Regions from separate parts of the Pan troglodytes genome. Here region 2 is linked to region 1. Evidence: chromatin contacts called from public Hi-C data. All regions are on one chromosome and are shown on one strand. Each heading gives the region's core, a stretch centred on a gene start, on an enhancer-like site or on the middle of the called end of the contact. The rest is flanking DNA. Distances are from core to core; before and after follow the strand shown.

Region 1 (4,832 bases), core at 1,627-4,126:
GGCAGAGCCTTGTGGGCTGCACGGAGGACTCGGGCTGCTACCCAGAGGGAAATGGGAGCCATGGAGGGCTGTGGGCAGAGCAGGGACACCTCCAGTCAGCCTCACAGGCGCCCTCTGGCTGCTGTGGAAGAGCCACCACACTCGGCCACTTCCGGCTAATTTTATTTATTTTTATTTTTATTTTTGAGATGGAGTCTCGCTCTGTCGCCCAGGCTGGAGTGCAGTGGCGCGATCTCAGCTCACTGCAAGCTCCGCCTCCTCCCAGGTTCAAGTGATTCTCCTGCCTCAGCCTCCTGAGTAGTTGGGACTACAGGTGCCCCCCACCACACCCGGCTAATTTTTTTGTATTTTTAGTAGAGACAGGGTTTCACCTTGTTAGCCAGGATGGTCTCAATCTCCTGCCCTCGTGATCCAAGGGCCTCGGCCTCCCAAAGTGCTGGGATTACAGGTGTGAGCCACTGCGCCCGGCCCTGCGGGCTCTGTTTTCTACCTCTAAATAGTTGGTCAGGGCCGGGCTCGATGGCTCACACCTGTAATCCCAGCACTTTGTGGGGATGAGGCAGGAGGATCACTTGAGGAGTTCAAGACCAGCCTGGGAAACATGGTGAGAACCCCATCTCTACAAATAATTTTTTTTTTTAGATGGAGTCTCACTCTGTCATCTCTACAAATAATTTTTTTTTTAGATGGAGTCTCCCTCTGTCACCCAGGCTGGAGTGCGATGGCTCAATCTCAGCTCACTGCAACCTCCACCTCCCAGGTTGAAGCAATTCTCCTGCCTCAGCTTCCTGAGTAGCTGGGATTACAGGTGAACGCCATCACACCCAGCTAATTTTTTTTTTTTTTTTTTAAGTAGAGACGGGGTTTTGCCACGTTGGCCAGGCTGGTCTTGAACTCCTGACCTCAAGTGATCCGCCCGCCTTGGCCTCCCGAAGTGCTGGGATTACAGGCATGAGCCACCGTGCCCGGCCCTGTCCAGGCTTTCAAGGAGCACTAAGCAAACACCATCCGGTTACGGGAATGAGAACGTGAAAGTGGCGGCAGGTGCGTTTTCTCCCTGGTGGGGCGAGGGCCGCGGCTGCATCCTTGGTGTTTGCCGCCCTCTGGTGGCAGCGTGCGTCGGCTCCTCTCCGGCTCACACCAGAAAGTCACATGGAAGTCATTGTCTGCTGAGAATTCGTTAATTTACTTGGTCAGAACCAACATTCATTCTTTTTTTTTTTTTTTTTTGAGACGGAGTCTCGCTCTGTCGCCCAGGCTGGAGTGCAGTGGCGCGATCTCGGCTCACTGCAAGCTCCACCTCCCGGGTTCACGCCACTCTCCTGCCTCAGCCTCCGGAGTAGCTGGGACTACAGGCGCCCGCCACCACGCCCGGCTAATTGTTTGTATTTTTAGTAGAGACGGGGTTTCACCATGTTAGCCAGGATGGTCTCAATCTCCTGACCTCGTGATCCGCCCGCCTCGGCCTCCCAAAGTGCTCGGATTACAGGCATGAGCCACCGCGCCCGGCCTCAACATTCATTCTTATTCCTCACTGATTTTCACCAGGTGCCCGGTGACCCTCATGACGTCCCCCAGGGCAGGGATGTCAATGTGGCGACTTCACTTACAGATAAGGACACTGAGGCTGGGAGAGGGGTAGGCCTTGCCCAGGGTCCCTCAGGGGCATGTGGCAGAGCTGGGACTCTGTCCTGGGCTTGGAGCCTGAGCTCCCAACACCGAAGGAACCTGAGGATGCTGTGTGGCACCTGGAACCAGCTGAGCCTGAAGCTGGCCCTACATTGATGTTTCAGTTACGGGAACCCATAAAGCCTGGTTTTGCCAAAGTCAGTCTGAGTTGTGTTTGCTTGTGTCCTCTCCTAAATCTCTTTATTTTATTTATTTATTTTTGAGACGAAGTCTTGCTCTGTTGCCCAGGCCGGAGTGTAGTGGCGCGATCTCAGCTCACTGCAACCTCCATCTCCCAGGTTTAAGTGATTCTCGTGTCTCAGCCTCCTGAGTAGCTGGGACTAGGCACGCGCTACCACGCCTGCCTAATTTTTTTAATTTTTATTATTTATTTATTTATTTATTTTTATTTTTTGAGTTGGAGTCTCGCTCTTGTTGCCCAGCCTGGAGTGCAATGGTGCGATCTCGGCTCACCACAATCTTTGCCTCCTGGGTTCAAGCGATTCTCCTGCCTCAGCCTCCCGAGTAGCTGGGATTACAGACGCCTGCCACCATGCCCAGCTAATTTTTTGTATTTACTAGAGACAGGGTTTCACCATGTTGGTCACGCTGGTCTCAAACTCCTGACCTCAGGTGATCCACCTCCTGCCTCAGCTTCCCAAAATGCCAGGATTACAGGCATGAGCTACCATGCCTGGCCCCTGCAGGGTTAATTAAAATGGAGTTGAGGCCAGGTGCCGTGGCTCATGCCTGTAACCCCAGCACTTTGGGAGGCTGAGGCGGGTGGATCATCTGAGGTCTAGAGTTCCAGACCATCCTGCCCAACATGGAGAAACCCCGTCTCTACTAAAAATACAAAAATTAGCCAGGCGTGGTGGGGGGTGCCTGTAATCCCAGTTACTCCGGGGGTTGAGGCAGGAGAATCGCTTGAACCCAGGAGGCAGACGTTGTGGTGAGCTGAGATTGCGCCGCTGCACTCCAGCCTGGGCAACAGCGTGAGACTCTGTCTCAAAAAACCAAACAAACAAAAAAGAGAATTCTCCTCCTTTCCCTGGCATATCATGATACACTGAGCCAGGAGGAAACCAGGAAAGAATATGAACTCCCTCCTGCTAGCAGCAAGCGCCAGCGGACAGTTTTGCCCGCCCCAAAGGCCTCTGTGATTGCTGTGATGTCCGCAGACCTTCCAGACACGCTCTCCCGCCCCTGGAAATTTCACTAGGAATTCGTCTAAACCTCTCACAGAGTAACTTCTGGAATGTGTCTGCTCAGCAGGCAGAATTCTGTCTGATTTTCCAAGGGGCTGACTCATTACAGGAATTAAACTAAATCTTTTTTTTTTGAGACACAGTCTTGCTCTGTCGCCCAGGCTGGAGTGCCGTGGCGCGATCTTGGCTCACTGCAACCTCCACCTCTCGGGTTCAAGCGATTCTCCTGCCTCAGCCTCCCGAGTAATTGGGATTACAGGTGCGCACCACTGCGCCCGGCTAATTTTTGTATTTTTAGTAGAGACAGGGTTTCACCACATTGGCCAGGCTGGTCTCGATCTCCTGACCTTGTGATCCGCCCGCCTCGGCCTCCCAAAATGGTGGGATTACAGGTGTGAGCGACTGCACCCGGCAAACTAAATCTTAAAAAAACAGGACAGAATAGGCGGGGCGAGGTGGCTCACGCCTGTAATCCCAGCACTTTGGGAGGCTGAGGCAGGTGGATCACCTGGAGTCAGGAGTTCGAGACCAGCCTGGCCAATATGGAGATAACCCTGTCTCTACTAAAAATACAAAATTAGCTGGGCGTGGTGGGGGCGTGGGCCTGTAATCTGTAATCCCAGCTACTTGAGAGGCTGAGGCAGGAGAATCGCTGGAATTCAGGAGGCAGAGGTTGCGGTGAGCAGAGATCATGCCACGGCACTCCAGCCTGGGCAAACGGAGCGAAACTTTATCTCAAACAAACAAAAGGACAGAATAATACAAGATGAAAGTGCACATTTTCTTTTTATTTTTAAATTAATTAATTAATTCTTTAGGACAGAGCCTTGTTCTGTCGCCCAGGCCGGAGTGCAGTGGCACAATCTTGGCTCAGTGCAACCTCCACCTTCTGGGTTCAAAGGATTCTCCTGCCTCGGCCTCCCGGGTAGCTGGGATTACAGGCGCCCACCACCACACCTATTTTTTGTATTTTTAGTAGAGATGGGGTTTCACCATGTTGGCCAGGCTGGTCTCGAACTCCTGACCTCAGGTGATCCGCCCGCTTCAGCCTCCCAAAGTGTTGGGATGACAGGCGTGAGCCACCACATCTTCCTCCTCTTGGTCTTCTGCTGAGTGAGCAAGTCCCCAGGTCCTTGGGGACAGATGTGAGGTGGAGCCCTGAGTGATTTGCTGAAGTGACTTCTGGGGTACAGGGGCTACACTGTTGGAGTCTGAAGTGTGTGGCAGGCTGGGTTATGTGGGGCTCAAATGTCTGAGCCTCGGTCTCTCCTCTGGACAGCAGGGTGGGGTGCCTTCAGGAGTAGGACCATCCGGGCTGTTACTGTAGCCCCTGCTGCCCCCCCACCCCGCTCTTGACTGAGGGGTCTGCAGGCAGTGACACCAGATCCCACTGGCTGGACTCAGCCTTGAGCAGCAGAAGCTACATCCTGCTTCTGAGAATTCTTTATGGCACAGGACAAAGAAAATCATGGCTGGGAGGAGAGCAGGTTTTAAGAATTTAGGATGAGGGCCGGGTGTGGTGGCTCATGCCCATAATCCCAGTAATTTGGGAGGCCGAGGCGGGCGGATCACCTGAGGTCAGGGGTTTGAGACCAGCCTGCCCAACATGGAGAAACCCCGTCTCTACTAAAAATACAAAAATTAGCCGGGCGTGGTGGCGGGCACCTGTAATGCCAGCTACGCGGGAGGCTGAGGTGGGAGAATCCCTTGAACCCGGGAGGCGGAGCTTGCAGTGAGCCGAGATGGCGTCACTGCACTCCAGCCTGGGCGACAGAGCGAGACTTCGTCTCAAAAAAAACAAAATACAAAAAAACAAATTTAGGATGAGACGGGGAGGGAGGAAAGCAAAAATCATGGAAAAAGAGAGAGGTCAGGAGGGACAGAAACAGGGAGATAGACGTGGAGAGAGAGGCCTGAACACCAGAAATGGACAGACAGACAGGAGAGATAAAGGGC
Region 2 (5,049 bases), core at 2,316-4,815, 91 kb before region 1:
GGTGCGGGGGTGCGAGGCTGGGGAGAATGCCGCTAGGCTCGGGGAGACGGGACGGGGGAGGTGGGCATCAGGGCAGGGGCGGGGGTCTCAGTGCAGCAGGAGAGATCTAGGCTAGACCCTGGGTGGGGGTGCAGGTGGGGATGGGGTGGGTGCGAGGCTCACCAGTGCAGCTGCAAAGGTCGAGGCTGGAACCGGGATGGGGATGCAGGGGGAGCGGGGGATGGGGGGCTCCCAGTGCAGCCGCAGAGGCCGAGGCTAGACCCGGTGTGAGGGTACCAGGGTTGTAGGGCGGGGTCCCCATGCAGCAGGAGAGGTCTAGGCTGGACCTGGGGTGAGGGTGCAGGGGGTGGGGGGGCTCCGAGCGCATCAAGAGAGGTCGAGGCTGGACCCGGGGTGAGGGTGCGGGGGTTGAAGGGCGGGGTCCCCATGCAGCAGGAGAGGTCGAGGCTGGACCTGGGGTGAGGGTGCAGGGGGTGCGGGGGCTCCGAGTGCAGCAAGAGAGGTCAAGGCTAGACCCGGGGTGAGGGTGTGGGGGTTGTGGGGCGGGGTCCCCATGCAGCAAGAGAGGTCGAGGCTGGACCCAGGGTGAGGGTGCGGGGGTTGTAGGGCGGGGTCCCCATGCAGCAGGAGAGTTCGAGGCTAGACCCGGGGTGAGGGTGCAGGGGGTGGGGGGCTCCGAGCGCAGCAAGAGAGGTCGAGGCTAGACCCGGGGTGAGGGTGTGGGGGTTGTGGGGCGGGGTCCCCATGCAGCAGGAGAGGTCGAGGCTGGACCTGGGGTGAGGGTGCAGGGGGTGGGGGGGCTCCGAGCGCATCAAGAGAGGTCGAGGCTGGACCCGGGGTGAGGGTGCGGGGGTTGAAGGGAGGGGTCCCCATGCAGCAGGAGAGGTCGAGGCTGGACCTGGGGTGAGGGTGCAGGGGGTGCGGGGGCTCCGAGCGCAGCAAGAGAGGTCAAGGCTAGACCCGGGGTGAGGGTGTGGGGGTTGTGTGGCGGGGTCCCCATGCAGCAAGAGAGGTCGAGGCTGGACCCAGGGTGAGGGTGCGGGGGTTGTAGGGCGGGGTCCCCATGCAGCAGGAGAGTTCGAGGCTAGACCCGGGGTGAGGGTGCAGGGGGTGGGGGGCTCCGAGTGCAGCAAGACAGGTCGAGGCTAGACCCGGGGTGAGGGTGTGGGGGTTGTGGGGCGGGGTCCCCATGCAGCAGGAGAGGTTGAGGCTGGACCTGGGGTGAGGATGCAGGGGGTGCGGGGGCTCCGAGCGCAGCAAGAGAGGTCAAGGCTAGACCCGGGGTGAGGGTGTGGGGGTTGTGGGGCGGGGTCCCCATGCAGCAAGAGAGGTCGAGGCTGGACCCGGGGTGAGGGTGCAGGGGTTGTGGGGCGGGGTCCCCATGCAGCAGGAGAGTTCGAGGCTAGACCCGGGGTGAGGGTGCGGGGGTTGTAGGGCGGGGTCCCCATGCAGCAGGAGAGTTCGAGGCTAGACCCGGGGTGAGGGTGCAGGGGGTGGGGGGCTCCGAGCGCAGCAAGAGAGGTCAAGGCTAGACCCGGGGTGAGGGTGTGGGGGTTGTGGGGCGGGGTCCCCATGCAGCAAGAGAGGTCGAGGCTGGACCCGGGGTGAGGGTGCGGGGGTTGTGGGGCGGGGTCCCCATGCAGCAAGAGAGGTCGAGGCTAGACCTGGGGTGAGGGTGCGGGGGTTGTAGGGCGGGGTCCCCATGCAGCCGCAGAGGTCGAGGCTAGACCCGGGGTGAGGGTGTGGGGGTTGTGGGGCGGGGTCCCCACGCAGCAGGAGAGTTCGAGGCTGGACCCGGGGCGCGGTGTAGGCGGGGTGGAGAGAGAGTGGGCCGGGGATCCCAGTGCCGCAGGAGGGACTGCGCTACACGGGGCCGACCTGTAGCAGCAGGAGGTCGTGGTCGATGGTGTCAGGCTGGCTGTCCGGGTGGGGCACTGCGCGGAGCACGTCGTACAGGCGCTTGGAGGGCTCCGGCTGCGACAGGGAGTGCGCGCCCAGGAGAACCTGCACCTTCCCGCCGGCCCTGGGGACGGGACGGAGGCCGCGGTCGGTGCCAGCCGACTCCCCCCACCCCACCCGGGCTCTTCCCCCGCGCGGCGCGGGCACTCACGCGTCCTCCAGGCAGTGCGCCGCGCTCAGCACCCACTGCTCCGCCACCAGGACGCCGCCGCACAGGTGCGCGCCGTTCAGCTGCACCGACGCCATGTAGGGCCGCGCGTGCGCCTCGGCCTCTCTGCCGCCCAGGATCCGACCACGGGGCGGCGCCGCTGTGGGTGGGCGGGCGCGTGAGGGCCGCGGGGTGGACTCCTCCCCCGGGCGAGGCTGCCTGACGGGATCCCAGCTCTCACCCCCCAGGCCGCTCCCCGCAAGAATCCCATCTCTGGGCGCGGTGGCTCACGCCTGTAATCCCAGCACTTTGTGAAGCCACGCGGGGGTGGGGCGGGGGGGTGCAGATCACGAGGTCAGGAGTTCGAGACCAGCCTGGCCAATATGGTGAAACCCCGTCTCTACTTAAAAAATAAATAAATAAATACAAAATTTAGTCGGTGTGGCCTATAATCTCAGCTATTCGGGAGGCTGAGGCAGGAGAATCGCTTGAACCCGGGAGTCGGAGTTTGCAGTGAGCCGAGATCGCACCACTGCACTCCAGCCTGGACGACAGAGCGAGACTCCCTATCAAAAAAAAAAAAAGAAAAAGAAAAAGAAAAAAAAGAATTCCGTTTCCGTCTTGGGGCCCCTCAGCGTTGCAAACTCAGATACCCTCCGGCGGGAATGCCCCAGAGTACAGAACCCACAGTGGGCTGGGGACCGGGGGCAGATCCCAGCGCCCTACCCTGGGCGCAGTGCCTTCCAGTTGGACATAAGAGAAATGGGGCTGACCCAACCAGTGCCTGGGCCAGCCAAGTCAGCCACGCAGATGAAGTTTTCCACGCAGACGTTCAGACTCTGTCTGCAAGAAAAGCTGACTCCAGAAAGTTCCGATTTCCAATCTGAATTTTCTAGAATTTTTCAGCGTTCAGAGCCTTCCATTAGTGAGGAGAGACACCCCCTTCCTGCCCACCTGGAGGGGCTGGAGGACCGTCCGTGTGACGGAGGGGAGCACCACGCCCCTACACAGCCCTGTCCCTCACCCCAGGCCCAGGCCTCCTCACCGCAGGCGGCCGCTCCTAGGAGGACCAGAACTGCCAGGCGCTCCCAGCTGTGCATGGTGAAGCCGCTGTGGCTGAGACACTGACCCAGGCAGGGCCCTGGGGGTGCTTTTATGAGGGTGGAGGGGGCGGGAGGCTCCCAGGGGCCTTGTCCGCCGGGTGGGCAGCGGCCCAGCTGGGGAAAGGGGAACCTGCCCGCCCAGCCTCCGCCCTCCGCGGGACTGGGTTACCTCCTGCCAGACTCACACCAGAGTCGACAAGTCGCTGGGAGACCCTCGGGCCTCTGTGAGCCTGACGGCCTGCTGGCCCTGGTGGGGGGCAGTCCCTCAGATGGGCAGGAGGCAGAGAGGGGGGCTGCACCCACCCCGGCCCCAACTTCACCAGACCCAGAGTTCCCCAGGGTGTTTCACAATCCTAGCTGGAGGCCACAGCGTGTAAACAACCCACTTCCTTGTCCTGCTACCCTCCCTTCTTTTCCTCCTCTATATTAGAGAGAAGGTCTGTTGGGGGTAGGAAGATCACTTGACACCCTTGTCTCTGTCCCTGTGGCCTCTGGGGCTTGACACCCTGACGAATAGAAAGTTGGAAAGGCCAGGGCAGAGGCAGCTGGGAAGACTGACTACAAGGGACAGGAAAACCCAGACAAACTGGGTGGAGACTGAATCATGAAAGTTATATGGAAAGTTCAGGGAATGTCCTCCTTCAGGTGTGGCTTGATCCAGGTGCCTGAACAATGTCCAGTGTCTGCCTCTGGCTTCTCCTTTCTTCTCTGATGGCTTCTCTCCTCACCAGCTTCCCCTGGTGTGTTTCCAGGGACCCCACACTCAACCCAGTGGCTCAGTGGGCCCCTCCTAAAATTCTTCCTCACTCCAGCCAAGTCTCAAGGGTGCCTTGGGTTGGTGGAGCCTGGATCACACGCCCCCTCCCAAACTGTTCACTGAGGGCAGGTTCTGATGAACAGAGTCAGGGCTGGCCGGGCACAGTGGCTCCCACCTACCATCCCGGCACATTGAGAGACCCAGATAGGAGCATCTCTTGAGCCCAGGAATTCAAGGCCAGCTTGGGGAAGACGGCAAGACCCCATCTCTACAAAAAAATTAAAATAAAATACTCAGAATCTGGGCCATAGGGCCTTCTGTGAGGTGGGGATTTGTGTGTGTTGTTTTTGTTTTATTACAGACAGGGTCTTGCTCTTTCGTCCAGGCTCGAGTGCAGTGGTGCAATCATAGCTCACTGCAGCCTCCTCGACCTCTGGGGCTCAAGTGATCCTCCCACCTCAGCCTCCAGAAGCGCTGGGACTGCAGGCCTGCTCATGGTGTAGCTCCATTTTTCACATCTGCCCCCCAGGGGCCAGCAGGATTCACCCTGCATTAATCCATGGTGCAGGGACCAGAAGGATGGGGATACCTTGTGGGGAGGACCTCGGACATCGTCCCCAGGGGGAGCAGCACACGAGGTTCCCCCGGCTTTTCTCTTCACCGTGGATCATTTCTTTCTTTTCTTTCCTTTTTTTTTTTTTTTTTTTTTTTTGAGACGGAGTCTCGCTCCTTCGCCCAGGCTGGAGTGCAGTGGTGTGATCTCAGCTCACTGCAAGCTCCGCCTCCCGGGTTCACACCATTCTCCTGCCTCAGCCTCCCGAGTAGCTGGGACTACAGGCGCCCGCCACCACACCCGGCTAATTTTTTGTATGTTTAGTAGAGATGAGGTTTCACCATGTTAGCCAGGATGGTCTCGATCTCCTGACCTCCTGATCCGCCCGCCTCGGCCTCCCAAAGTGCTGGGATTACAGGCGTGAGCCACCAAGCCTGGCCTCATTTCCTTCCTTCCTTTCTCTCTCTGTCTTTCTCTCTTTCCCTTTCTTTTTCTTTCTTTCTCTTTCCTTCTTTCTTTTTTTCTTTCT

Evidence for each region. A called contact is a pair of places that touch in the nucleus more often than the background predicts.
Region 2: a Hi-C map of stem cell-derived neural progenitor cells shows a contact between it and region 1, with 2.3 times the contacts expected there. The contact joins the promoter of CFD here to the enhancer-like site in region 1. A contact is called at or near these places in 2 of 7 Hi-C or Micro-C datasets (induced pluripotent stem cells and stem cell-derived neural progenitor cells).

Annotation. Positions count from the first base shown.
Region 1 is chr20:3,052,010-3,056,841 of NHGRI_mPanTro3-v2.0_pri, reverse strand. No RefSeq gene overlaps it. Among named protein-coding and RNA genes, the nearest start is that of MISP, 22 kb to the right of the region's middle. Within about 2 kb of position 2,876, at least 3 of the 24 cell types and tissues checked have an H3K27ac peak or open chromatin away from gene starts, as enhancers often do. A contact at or near this core is called in stem cell-derived neural progenitor cells, where this site is marked.
Region 2 is chr20:3,143,609-3,148,657 of NHGRI_mPanTro3-v2.0_pri, reverse strand. It overlaps CFD (complement factor D), which reads right to left and starts at 3,565. Exons shown (of 5, transcript XM_054673893.1): 1 at 3,153-3,565; 2 at 2,111-2,267; 3 at 1,879-2,023. The coding sequence starts at 3,207.